2 separate regions of the Capra hircus genome follow, and region 2 is linked to region 1. The links are chromatin contacts, called in public Hi-C maps. All regions are on one chromosome and are shown on one strand. Each heading gives the region's core, a stretch centred on a gene start, on an enhancer-like site or on the middle of the called end of the contact. The rest is flanking DNA. Distances are from core to core; before and after follow the strand shown.

The links. A called contact is a pair of places that touch in the nucleus more often than the background predicts.
Region 2: a Hi-C map of blood shows a contact between it and region 1, with 4 times the contacts expected there. The contact joins two enhancer-like sites. A contact is called at or near these places in 3 of 5 Hi-C or Micro-C datasets (blood and liver).

Annotation. Positions count from the first base shown.
Region 1 is chr19:17,918,119-17,921,896 of ARS1.2, forward strand. No RefSeq gene overlaps it. Among named protein-coding and RNA genes, the nearest start is that of COPRS, 11 kb to the left of the region's middle. Within about 2 kb of position 1,608, at least 3 of the 5 cell types and tissues checked have an H3K27ac peak or open chromatin away from gene starts, as enhancers often do.
Region 2 is chr19:18,157,860-18,161,637 of ARS1.2, forward strand. RAB11FIP4 (rab11 family-interacting protein 4) reads right to left here. Exons shown (of 15, transcript XM_018064266.1): 12 at 3,267-3,404; 13 at 3,006-3,164; 14 at 1,811-1,954; 15 at 1-801. The coding sequence ends at 685. Among named protein-coding and RNA genes, the nearest start is that of TRNAT-CGU, 18 kb to the left of the region's middle. Within about 2 kb of position 2,077, at least 1 of the 5 cell types and tissues checked has an H3K27ac peak or open chromatin away from gene starts, as enhancers often do.

The DNA.
Region 1 (3,778 bases), core at 358-2,857:
ACTGCTGGGGGCAGGGGGGCCAGATCATCAGGTAGGTATGACGGTGTATTGAAAGTATCATCATGGGCTGATTCATATCAGAGCGCTGATAATTTATGCTTCATTTTTATTTTCTCTCTGGATGAAAAACTCCCCGTTTTTGTATTGTGGCAGAAGAAAAAGAACTGTGCCATTCACAGTGTGTGTAAGCCATGCTGTGTATTTTTGTTTGGCTCTGGCATGTTTCTGTAAGTTACGGCTTTCTTTCCTTTTGGAAGGTCTGGAGGAATGTACTCTTTTGCCTCACCCCTCAATTAGTTTGGTGCAGTGTTTGTTTTTTAAAAGTCTTTATTGAATTATTTACAATATTCAAATTTACAACATTTACACTATTGCTTCTGCTGTTCGTGTTTTATGTACATTTTCAATATTTACACATTGACAATATTGATTCTGCTTTTTTATGTTTTGGTTTGGTTTTCCGGCTGGGAGGCACGTGGTATCTTAGCTCCCCAACTGGGGGTCGAACCCACAGCCCCTGCATTGGAAGGCAAAGGGAAGTCCCTGGTGCTGTGTTTATAGTGGGGACAGCATGTTCATCATGAGACCCTGGGGGGGATGGGGGATGGTGCGTCCTGCAGCTTTTTCTCTGGTGCTTGGTGCTTGTTGGGTTGACTGTGAAGGCTGCAAAGGCCACACTGTCTTTATGTATAGGAGCAACTGGCTGGACTCTGCAAGGCTGCAGTGCCCTGAGGAAAGCCAAGATCGCCTTCCAGGGAGAAGGAAGCATGCTCATTGGCTTAGTAAATACCTTGGCGCTGCACTGCCCTTGGTTTTCCGGAGTTCACATTCCTGGACCCAACTTTCCCAGGATGGTTGGAATATGGAGAAAGAGAAAAAACAAAACAACCCACAACAGCCCAATACCCTGGCTGTAGCCCATGTGGATTCTGCCTGCCAGTTCTCCCAGAGCAGATTCCCCACCCAAATAACAGACTGCTGGACCTGGAGGACTCCTTGTGTGTATGTGCACACATGTGCGTGAGCGTGGCAGGCCCAGGAGAAGTGGGAGGGTGTAACAGGAAGGCAAGCTGCACGGCTGGCTCCCTCTGTGTTGACTTAGCGGGTCTGGCTGCAAAGCCAAGGCCTTTGGAAAAGCACGGCCTCCCAGCTTCCGGCAGTTTCTGTGGAGCTGGTTCCAGGACTCAGCTAGATCTTGCAGGTGTTGATGAGCAGGAGGAGAGTTCAACTGGGTCCCAGGGCACCAAGGTTGAGAGGGTCCCACCAGGATGTGTCCTCACTCAGGGCCTGGGGAGTAAGCCACAGTTTCAGGAGAAGGCATTTCTCTCCATCTTACAGGGTTCTCCGGTCCTCCCGCTTTGAGTGAAAGAGAGAAGTTTCCCCAGGAGGCATACTCCCACTTTCTGCCATTGCAAGGTACAGTTGGCTTTCCTTTTCTTCCCCCCCGCCCCCTTTTCCGGTGAGGTGATTGTGATTTCAAAAGCCATTTCCTCTGACAGCTTCTCGTGAGCTGTTGAACAAATGTGGCAGATAGACCTTAGAGCCATGTGTTCGGCAACTCAAGGCAGGCGCCTGAATCTCTGCTGCCTGCCGCCTGTAGCCTTACCCCATTCCTCCAGCAGGTGGCAGTACAGACCCACCACGCGCTGTGTGCTGTGTGACCGCGGGGAGGGCGAGGGGCCCTGGAGGAGCTGCTCAGCGGGCTCAGGGTTACCTTCCTGTTAGTGGGCTTCCTGCTGATTAGCAGTCTCACCTGTGAGTTCAAGGGCAGGATTTACTCCTGATTTGATAGAGGAGTTTTCTCAGAAAAGATTATTGTGAAATTTAGGGTAAGAGTCATTTACAACATTTACACTATTGCTTCTGCTGTTCGTGTTTTATGTACATTTTCAATATTTACACATTGACAATATTGATTCTGCTTTTTTATGTTTTGGTTTGGTTTTCCGGCTGGGAGGCACGTGGTATCTTAGCTCCCCAACTGGGGGTCGAACCCACAGCCCCTGCATTGGAAGGCAAAGGGAAGTCCCTGGTGCTGTGTTTATAGTGGGGACACCACCCATGCCCCCCCCCCCCACCCCAACACCCATCCCAGAGCCTGGCACATAGTAAGCACTTAATATATGCTTGCTGACTTCAACCAAAGTGTGCGTATGCACGCAGGAAAGTCAAATGCATCGTGCTACATCCCTCTGCCAGATGACACCTTCGGTGGTTTTTCTTACAAAGCTTATAATTCTCGTTTTACAGAAAGAGACACTGAGGCTCAGGGAGGTAAGAGAATTGGCCAAAAGTCACAAAGAGGAGAGATGGTGATGCAAGTCATCTGACTCCCAAGTTTTCGTTCTAGTATGCTCACTCTACTGGGATGGGAAACATCTAGATTTAGCAACAGCCTAGGCTTCTCAGGTGGTGCTAGTGGTAAAGAATCCGCCTGCCAATGCAGAACTGGGTTCAGTCCCTGGGTTGGGAAGATGCCCTGGGAGAAGGGAAAGGCTACCCACTCCAGTATTCTGGCCTGGAGAATTCCACAGACTGTATAGCCCATGGGGTCGCAAAGAGTCGGACACGACTGAGCGACTTTCATTTTCTAGGCTTTCCAGGGGGCGCTAGTGGTAAAGAACCTGCCTGCCAATGCAGGAGATATGAGAGATACTGGTTCAATCTCTGGTTTGGGGAGACCCCCCGGAGGAGGGCATGGCAACCCACTCCAGTATTCTTGCCTGGGGAATCCTATGGACACAGGAGCCTGGCAGGCTATAGTCCATAGTTCGCAAAGAACTGGACACGACTGAATCGACTTAGCATGCAGGATGAATTTTGTTTGAGAAAAAGCAGGAGAATCCCAAGTAGACTCTACCTTTATTCATCAATTTATTCCTGAACACCTGCTATGTACTGTCTACTCGGGATGGAATGGCTTTTAGGGAGCCTGGCACAAATATGGACCCTTCTCACCACGGGAGAACTATGTAGGCCCAGGGTATGGTGGGAACCCTGAAGAAGGAGAGACAGGTCAAGGAGACCCCTAAAAGGAGACAACCTAGAAGCCGAGTGCTAGAGGACTTGGCCATGAAGTGGGTGGAGGATCAGCCAGGCAGAGGGAGCTGTGTGTAGAGAAGCCTCCAGGTGTGAGAAAGTCTCACGTACTTGGGGACATGGTGAGGGATGAAGTCAGGTTAAGCAAGAGTCTTTGAAAGATATGCCAAGAAGCTTAAAGCGTTCTTAACATGAATGTGTGATGGGCAGATTTTCGTTTTCAAAAGAACCTCCTAGTTCTTGGTGGGAGGAGGCTGAGACCCAAGCCAGGAAGGCCAGTCTTGGAGCTGTAATCTAGCAAGAGAGGATGGGGACCTAAACTAGGGTGATGGCTCTAGAGACGGATGGGGAGGAACAGGTAGGGACTATATATTTAAGGGGGACAGATCACCTGTGAGGGTACAGGGAGGGAGAGGAAAGAGTCTGGGCTGACCTCGAGGGCCATCCTGGTTTGGGGAACCGGATGGATGGAATGGTCTCTAGACTGAATGACCTGTAGATTCGTAAGACCCTTCACATCCACTGTTTCAAGAGGAAGGTGCTCCTTGTTCCAGATGTTCAACTTTGCTCTCAGGGTTTGGAGAACTCCCCGGGGGGTAGGGGGAGCTGTGTAGCCCTCCACCTTGAACTTCGCCTGTGAAGGTCACACGTCAAGGGCACCCTCTGTCCTTCCTGTGCTCAGAGAGCCGATGTTCAGAGATGGCCCCATTCTTGCACGTGGTGTGTGGGGTGGACACTC
Region 2 (3,778 bases), core at 827-3,326, 240 kb after region 1:
CCCCACCCCCAACCCTCTGCACCTCCAGCTCCTCTGCAAGCCTGACTCCTTTGGATACACTGTGCACAAGCCTCACAGGGGGCTGCTGGATGCAGGAAGGGCTTGTGAGGACCCCCGACATGCCGCTCCCCCCCCACCTCCTTCCTTCTCTCCGAACTCAAGCACCTGGGCCTGAAAGGTGGCCGAGGAGGCTGGTGAGGCATTCAAGCTCCTGGAAAAGGTCGTCACTTTGCCCCCGCTCCCAAGGGGAAACAGGGATGGGGGTCAAAGAGCCTGTCGCACTAGAATGCTTTTCAATCCTTGTCCCCAGAGGTAGAATCATTTTGTCCAGTATCTGAAACGCAAGCTTCTTCTAGCTTTCGTCATTACAGTAACTCCTGATGGCTAACCTCGCCCCTGCCCACCTCCACAACCCTCTGCCCCGCTTTGCGAGGGGCAGAGGGACCGCAAAACACAGGACAGCTGATGGCGCAGATGGCGCCACGGCTGCTGCCCAGGATCACGCTCTGCTGTGTGCACGGCCTCCCCACATACACACCAGTATACATTACATAGCGGTGCCCAGAGACACATTTACAGTGTGCATGGGAGGCCCGGCCCGGGCCGCATCCTCAGGCGGGGTTCTGCCCCTGAATCCTGGGGTCTGGGGGTCCTGCGGCTGCTCTGCAGCCAGCCACCCTCGTCTCAGTGTTTGATCTCGAGGATGGAGGGGTTGTGGTCCAGGATGGCTAGGATGATCTTGTCCATGTACTGCCTCAGCCGAAAGTTGATCTCCTCCTGCTCCTTGAGGGCTTCCATGAGCTGGAGGGAACAAGAAAGCGAGGTCAGAGGCCAGGAGGGGGGCCGGGGTGTGGGCAGAGGCAGTGTCCCAACAAAACCAGCCTCAGAGCCTGGGCAGGGGGAAAGGTGCAGAGGCGTAGGCCACACCCCCAGAGAGGCCCAGATCATTGGCCCGTTTAGGGGAGCCCAGATGTGTGCGATGTTGCTGATAAAGGTAGAGAATGCTGGCCAGAGGCGCTTATAGTCAGGAGTGACACCCAATGTCCCAAGACCCTAAGACCACCCGCTGTTTCCTCTCGCCACCCCCAGTCCTGCCGCTGTCCTTCTCCAGGTCGACTCCTGCCGTGTCCATGGGATGCGCCTCTGCCCACAGGCTGGAGGCTGGTGCTTGGCTCATGTGGGCACTCCTCAAGGCCAGGGGCCAGCTCCTGGCTGTGCGTCCCCAGCACAGGGTAAAGGGGTTCGGTGACTCGTGTTGAAATCTAACCTGGGTATCTTGGAGGCCTGATCTTTCATAACCATACCCCAGTGGGGCAGAAAGAGTGGGCTTTGGTGCTAGGGACCTGGGCTCCTCTCTCTCCGTAAGCTGGGTGATCTTGGGTGATCCTGGTCTCCCGATCTGTGACATGGAAGTGTTCAGAAAGCCTTCGCGTTCTCAGAAGATTAAATGAAGACATACTGCAAGCAGGTGCCCCCCCAACACGCTAATATCCTTCTCCTGCTGGCTTGGGTCCAGGGGACATCCGGCCTCCCCTGGATCGCACACTGATGACATCAACGGGCCATTCTGGCACACTCCCGACCAAGCGAACTCAAACTCTGCTCTGCTCCCAACCGCACTCTTCTCCCACCACATATAGGAAATTGGAGCAGGCTGAACTCTGCCTCCTCTCACTGCTCTGCCCCATCACTCGGGGTCATTGCAGATGGGGACGCCCAGGGGGCCAGGCCCTGGCCTGCTTTTCCTGCCCCGGGGCAGGACTCACGGGCGAGGGCCAGGCTCCACGGCGAGAGCGTGTGGGCATGTTACCTCATCGCGAGAGGCTGTGTCTATTTCCGCTGCCAGGGACTGGGCTTTGGTCTGGGTAGCAAAGAGGTTCTTGGCTTCGTAGAGACTGAGGCTCAAGATTTGTCCATTCAAGTCATCATTCTGATCTCGCAGCTTGTGATTCTCCTGCAGAAGGGGACACAGGCAACTCTGACTCCCACCGGGACCCGCTGCTCCGCGTCCACGGCCTCCTGACCACCGCCCAGGGTGTGCGTCACTGGCCAGTCCAGGACACCCACAGATGACCTGGCCTCTGCTGGGCTCCAGGGCGAGGAGGGCTGGGTCCTCAGGGGGCTTGGGGTCCTGAGGAGGAGTTACAGCCTTGCTCAGGGAGCCAGGTTTCCAGGGAGGAGCATGGCTCCAGACTACCCCTTCTTCCCTGGGGGTGGGTGAGCCGGAAGAGGGGCCCCGGAGGACACTGCCCACTCAGTGGCTCCTTCTCCAACACTGGCCCTTGGTGAGGGAAAGTGATGCTCTGGGTCCCTGGGGTGGCAGGTCAGCTCGTCTCCTTGGCTCCTGCAGTCGGGCTCAGGAATCCTGCTCTGGGGAGTTCTTTCCAGGGTGCCCTCGGCTCCTGTGTGCCTCCTGCCCAGAGCCAGCTGACCAGCCCCATGCTCTAGCTTTTGCCTCAAGGCTCCTACCTGCTCACATCTGGGACCCCGGGCGCCCCCTTGTGGCTGAGAAGGGCTGGGATTTAGGACTGCTGTGAGACGGGGACCCTGAGGAGCTGCCCCACCCGGATAATTTATTCTGCAGGGTCTCTGAGCACCCTCAGGCCCCCGTTGGGTCACTGCCCCTCCTGATCCTGCTTCCCCCACCCCCAAGGGCTGCCCAGTCACAGGAGAGCGTCCAGGAACCCTCTGAAATGGACTCTTGGGCTCGGGGTGGGAGACACTGTGTAGCTGAGTGAGGTTTCCTTCTCCCACGTGCCCAGGACAGAAGACTGGTGTCTGTTTCCCGTCATGGATGCTGAGCAAAGACCGACCCTGGGGTTTCCAGCCACCTCGCCTGAGCTGTGAGAAAGGGCTGAGCGGGCCTGATGATCAAGGTGTCGGGAGGAGCAGGCAACTAGTTACAAGGGAAAAGGAGGCGCTCCGACACTCAGCCCTGAACAGGAGACGCACCCCGAGGGGACCCGGACACCTCGTGCCCTGGGATGGGGGCTCCCGGGGCCTACCTGCTTGAGCCGCTTGACCTCGTGCTCCAACTCGACCTCTCGGGCCCTGGTGTTGAACTCGCCAAGGCTGGAGGACGAGCTGCGGCCCCTGCCCGGCCGCTCGCAGTCCAGCTTGTACATCTGCAGGTGCTCCAGCTCCTTCCGCAAGTCCTCGATGAGCTGTGGGGGAAAGAGGCCAGTTGGCAGGAGCACGGATGTGGGGGGCTGGTGGGGTGGGGTGGGGTGGGGTGGAGTTTGGCGCCCTGGAGCCCACCGACCCACCTCCTGTGTCGCCTCCCGCTCCTTCTGGAACTCGAGGCGGTTGTGCCGCAGCTTGTCCATCATGCGCTTGTACAGGTCCATCTCATCCTTGAGCCGCAGGCTGGTGTCCTCCAGCCGGTCTGACATGCGCTGCCGCTCCTGCAGCCAGGGAGACCAGGGCAGGGGGAGAGTTCCCAGGGGGCCCGCTGCGCCCTGGGGGGCTTTGCTGGGGGCCTGGGGCAGCTACCTCGACAAATAGGCAATCAGACCAGCCCGGAGGACACAGCCCTCCAAGGCACGAATTAAAGAAACAGCTAGACCCCTAATTCTAGAGCTGCAATAAGAAAAGCCTCAGGTCTCCACAGTCCTTCAATGATGCCAGATGGATCTGAATAGAAGGTAAGAGTCCAAACAGAATCTGGCCTCTTTCTCCTTATTTTCCCCCATAATACAGAGAAACGTATTCATTGTACAACATTTGGAAAATCAGAAATATGCAAAGACAAACTATTTGTATTTTGTTCCCTTTTTTT